Linked DNA regions of Strix aluco: region 1 is linked to region 2. A link is a contact called in public Hi-C data. All regions are on one chromosome and are shown on one strand. Each heading gives the region's core, a stretch centred on a gene start, on an enhancer-like site or on the middle of the called end of the contact. The rest is flanking DNA. Distances are from core to core; before and after follow the strand shown. Region 1 holds the start of PROSER1 (proline and serine rich 1). Region 2 holds the start of COG6 (component of oligomeric golgi complex 6).

Region 1 (2,700 bases), core at 35-2,534, 280 kb before region 2:
CCTGTCTCTGGTCAGGCCAAGCAAACGCAGCCTCTACCACCAAGTAAGAGATACTTGGCCATTTCGGATTTTCTTCCTCACCTTCCCTGACAGTGAAAAACCCGTGATAAACTTGTTCAAGTGCTTATTTCAAATGAGCACTCTTCAAGCACATGTTGCTAGCTCACTGGTAGCAGTCTGGACATTCAATCTGACTTTTCTGAGAAAATAAAAATATCTCAAAGAGAGAAAGCATGTCACAGCAACTTTACACTGTTATATCCGACATACAAAAACTAGGACACACCAGTAACACGGGATTACAGTTCTTCACATTGAGGTAAAATTTACTCTTTATTGAACCCTGAAGTGATTATTAAAGACAAACATGTAACCTGGTGTGTTCATCAGGAGGAATATTCTACCATCAAATGGTTAAACTAACATGCAAAACGAGAAGTTACCTTTCTAATTTCATCCAGCACGGTTTCAAATGATTTCTTATCCATCTTTATTAGTTCATTCAATGCAGACACTTAAACATGGAGAGGAAAAAAAAATATCCAGGCCAAAGGCTTAACAGTCTTTAAGCACACGGAAAAAAAATTACTTAAAAAAAAAAAAAAAAAGGAAAGCAAGGCAAGGAAGGCAGGCTAGGATCTTCTCCCCCTGGGAATTTAGCGCTGACGCCTTCGCAATGCTGGACGCAACGCAAGAGACAAAGGCGAACCGCCGGCTGCTGCTCGCTGCCTCGGAGGGGCCCCGCGCCCGCTCCCTGCCGGTTCCGAGGCTGTCCTCGCCGGCGAAGGGAGAAGGAGAGCTCGGGGCTAGAAGGCGGCGGCAGCCGCGGCCCCTCGGAGCGGCGGCGCAGCGACCCCGCAGCGCGGCTCCCCTCAGCACGCGGCACAGAGGCCCGGCCGGCCCGCGCCCGCCTGCGGGGCGCCCCCGCACCCCATCGCTCGCTGCGCCGCCACCCTTTGACCCCGGCGGTCAGAGGCTGAGGCGCTTCGGAGCGGGAGCGCGGGGCCGCGGGCCGAGGCGTCCCAGGAAGCAAGGGCGCGGCGCGCAGCCCCTAGCCACCGACAGAGCACCCCGCTCCGCCGGTCCTGCTGCGCCGCCGCCGCTCTCCTATGACATCACACCGCGCAGGCGAAGGCCCCCTTCCGTGCTGGTCGACAACAACGATGCCTGAGTAGAAGTGGCGGAAACTCGAGCTGGACTCGCCCCTCTTCCAGCTCCCGAGAGCCTCGCCGAAACGTTGAACGCTGCCGCAGGGCGCCGCCACCCTCTCTCTGGCCTACCGCTGCGCTGCCGTCACGCGGTTCAGAGCTGGCACGATGACGGGCAGCCCGGCGCTAGGCGAAGCGGCGAAGGGGACGAGGCCCCCTCCTTTCCTGAGCCAACAGGGGGCGGGAGGGGGCGGGGGCCGGTCACGTGGCTGCCATGGCAACGCGGCCCGCCCGCGGGGCGGCCCCTCCCGCCACGTCCCGTCCCGGCCTCGATGAGGCAGCGGCGGCCGCCGGGGCTGTGGCTGGTGATGGCTGGCGCCCTGCTGGCCCTGCTGGCCCTGCTCTGGGGCTCGCAGGTGGGCGGCGGCAGGGGCGCGCGTGTCCTTCGCGGCTTGAGGGAGGGGACGAAGCGCCGGAGCTTTGTACAAACCCTCCGTTTACGGTTTCTCGCCCAAAGGCAGATCTCGTGGGAGGGGCCGGTGTACTGCCGGGAGGAGCGCGCTCGGGGGCGGCGGGAACGAGGCCGTGGTGCGCCGGTCTGCGGGGGGACCCGCCGGGGCGGGGGGTGCGGGCAGGGCCCCGGGACCCGTTTCTTCCTGGTGCCTTCCCGCGCCTCTTCTGGCTTACGCCGTTCGAGGCGGGGGCTCAATTAGGGCGGCTTTACAGCCCTGCTGAGATAAATGCGTACGCTGGGTGATTCTTTTTCAGCGATTTCCAAGCAATATGCTCTGTTTAAATTAAGAAAAACTTAATAATCTCTGGGTGAATAACCACTTCTTACTGTCGGATTTTCTCCCTGCTTAATTGCTCTGGGTTTTCCTTCATGCCGGTGTAGTCTGTCTTAAGCTGTTCGTAGTTCTGTGTCATCAACTTACTCCTACTTCTGGCAAGACATTGAACAGAAATGTTAGATGGCCTTGGTCCTTCAGGGTCACCACTTGTTACTTCTCAGTTGTAACATGATCTTTCTGTTTCAGTGCTTAGCTTGCAGCAGCACAACTGTGCTTAGCTTCCATTCTTCTGCTGGAAACATAGAACAAAAAGGTGGAAGATTATTTTTTTCCATTATCCTTTACAATGCATACATTGACCTGAATTTTGCAGTTCCTGGTATCTTACACTTCCCCATTTCCAAGATGTAATTTTCTTTCTTGACCTGTATTTTCCCTTTATTCTGACTTCTCTTTTTTTAATTTTCATATCTTCTTGAAGTGGTTATTGATTCTGTTGCATTTGGAACCTTCTCCACTATTTTCCTCATTTTGGAGTGTGATTGACAGATAGCAACTTCAGTGTAAAAAATTTCAGGGTGTGGTTTTTGCCTTCTAATTCCAGAGCTCCCCAACCCAAAAGACTTCCTTAGCTAATTTCCAATTTATCAAAATTTACCCATTTGCAGTCTAGAACCCTAGCTACAAGCTGACTTCTCTTTATCTGTCTGCTTAATTTAAATTGAATATATCAGTTTATGATGCTTCAGTACACAATTACT
Region 2 (2,700 bases), core at 8-2,507:
GACAGCATACTGGTTTATCTCTTTTGACGTGGAGAAGGGAGATCCTAGCTCCTGGAAGCTTAGTCAGAAGCAAAGGACATAACATCAGCGTATTAGGGTGGAGGATCAGAAACTAAGAAGGGAAACAAGGAGTCTGAAAATATTTGAAAACCTGCTTGCTGACTAGCCAACAGTAGAAACAAGGCACTACACAGGCTGTTTAGAAAAGCTGGCCTTTTATGCAGATGATTTATGTGAGGAAGCAAACAAAAAAATAAAAATTAAATAGAAAAATATCTTACCACTGTCCCCATCATGCTAAAATTTCAGGTGGGCGTCTCTGCTCACATAAATTTTTCTTGAGATAAATGACTCAAACTAAAAGAAAAAATAAGTGAATGAAAACTGCTCCACTCTGGGCATAAAGGGAAAGGTTACTCGATTTGCCTGCAGTTCTTTCAGGAATAGCCTACAGAAGAGCAATGGGAAGTCCCCAGACTCCTGAAGAGTTAAGCTGCTGCTTGAGTCTTTGCTTTTTGATCCACACACCACCAGACAAATGGAAACAGACTTTCAATTGCATGGGCAAGGCGCTCTTGTTTTCAGAGCTAATACCATGGTGGGACCCCCGTCTTCATAAGTAACAGCTGTGTGCTGTATATATTCATCTTCTTTCCATGGTGTCTTACCTTCATCTGCATATCCGGTTTTTGTCCTTTGGAAAAGCTCACAGAAATCCCTTCATCGCACCTCAGCGCTTGACACAGGACATGTCACGGCTGCAGAACAAGAGCGGGGCGCGCAGCCAGGCTCCTGAGGCTGTTCGACCCAGAGTGCCGAGGCAGCACCGCGGTGGGTCCCAGGCCAGGCGGCCGGGCTGTCCAGGGGAGCGGAGCCCACGGCTGCAGCAGACACAGATCCCACCGCGGCCCCGGCTCACGAAGCCACATCTCCTTCCCTCTGCGGTGGAGGGGCAGCTCTGCTGCTCTGGAGACACGAGGAGACCTCGGGGGTGAGACCTTTGTGTCAGTAAACGCACAGCCGAAACAAGACACCCCCCTCATTTTCATACACTTTTACTGTCATTGCTATTAGCTTATACAATAGAGCCCATTTATTTTTCCTTTTTAGCTAAGCTCATAAATAAGCATTTATTTCATGAAATAAATACAGCTAGCCGACCTCAGGAAGTGAACCCTCCTTCTTACCATCAACCCCTAATCTTTTTATTCATTCCCCTGCGAGCCACCTGTACCGGCGACCAAAGGCCCGGGCCCCACCACCAGCCGCTGCGGGCCTGCGCCCGGGGCCGGGCCGGAACCAAAGCCTCGGGGCCGCGTTTCCGCCGGGGCCGGTCCGCCGCTGCGGCGCTGGGTGCGAGCGGCAGGGGAGGGCCGCAGCCATGGCCGACACCGCCGCACCGCCGCCGCCCGCTGTCCCCGCTCCGGGGCTGCCGGCCTCCCCCGGCAGCAACCCGCTGTCCCGCAAGCTCAACAAGATCCTGGAGACTCGCCTGGACAACGACAAGGTGGGGCGGGCGGCGGCTGAGGGGGCGCGGCGGGGGCCGGGGCCTGCCCGGCGGGAGCGTCCTGCGGGCGGGCGGCCGGATGAGCCGTCAGGGCTGCGAGCCCCGATAGGCTCCGGCGCGGGGGAGCCACCGTGTCATACCCTCAGTTCCGCTGCGGAGTCGCAAGGTGACGTTTGCAGCGTTAATTAAAAACAAAATTGGGTTTTGCTTCTCCAGCGACATGCCACGCACCTGTTCGATACCTTCAAATCGTAGGCAGGTTTGTATTGCTTAGCTCGGAGGGCGCTTCTCCGGCTTTTTCTGATTTAAATGTTTTCTAGCTATAGGTAGGTCGTGCGTTAACCCGGTGTAATCTTACTGATTAAAGCTATTCTGAAATAGTAAGGTTTGTGTTATAACATACAAGAAGAAGAAAGACTCAACAATTATTTTAGTTATCTGGAGTGTGTTTAGGTAGTCTTTTCTCTAAAATCATGTAGTAGTTTTTTGGGTTTTTTTCTTAAAACCACAAACATAGTTATAGACTATGTAAGCTGCTTCTTTGTAACTGTGTGGAAAGTTAAGGTCTTTTTTTTTATTTTCTAGGAGATGCTGGAAGCACTCAAGGCTCTCTCGACCTTTTTTGTTGAAAACAGTTTGCGCACCCGAAGAAACTTGCGTGGAGACATTGAACGACGAAGCTTAGCCATAAATGAAGAATTTGTCCACATATTCAAGCAAGTTAAAGAGGTAGTATTTTTACAGTGTGACTAGCTATCTTGCAAGAGTACTGCTATGTAATTTAAAGTTTAAAAAAAGTATTAAGAGAGATTTTGACTTTACAGGACAAATATACTTTTACAGTAAAATAGGGAGGCTCTGCAGAGAGATCTGGACAGGCTGGAGCGATGGGCTAAGGCCAACTGTATGAGTTTCAATAAGGCCAAATGCTGGGTGCTGCACTTGGGTCACAACAACCCCCAGCAGCACTACAGGCTTGGGGAGGAGTGGCTGGAGAGCTGCCAGTCAGAGAGGGACCTGGGGGTGTTGACTGACAGCCGGCTGAACATGAGCCAGCAGTGTGCCCAGGTGGCCAAGAAGGCCAATGGCATCCTGGCTTGTATCAGAAATAGCGTGGCCAGCAGGGACAGGGAAGTGATCTTACCCCTGTACTCGGCACTGGTGAGGCTGCACCTCGATTACTGTGTTCAGTT

What was found. A called contact is a pair of places that touch in the nucleus more often than the background predicts.
Region 1: a contact with region 2 is called in a Hi-C map of brain, with 6 times the contacts expected there. The contact joins the promoter of PROSER1 here to the promoter of COG6 in region 2. A contact is called at or near these places in 2 of 2 Hi-C or Micro-C datasets (brain and heart).

What each region holds. Positions count from the first base shown.
Region 1 is chr2:109,745,759-109,748,458 of bStrAlu1.hap1, reverse strand. It overlaps PROSER1 (proline and serine rich 1), which reads right to left and starts at 1,284. Exons shown (of 13, transcript XM_074815798.1): 1 at 444-1,284. The coding sequence starts at 488. NHLRC3 (NHL repeat containing 3) reads left to right here and starts at 1,433. Exons shown (of 7, transcript XM_074815800.1): 1 at 1,433-1,564. The coding sequence starts at 1,481.
Region 2 is chr2:109,461,190-109,463,889 of bStrAlu1.hap1, reverse strand. COG6 (component of oligomeric golgi complex 6) reads left to right here and starts at 1,257. Exons shown (of 18, transcript XM_074815795.1): 1 at 1,257-1,507; 2 at 2,093-2,236. The coding sequence starts at 1,382.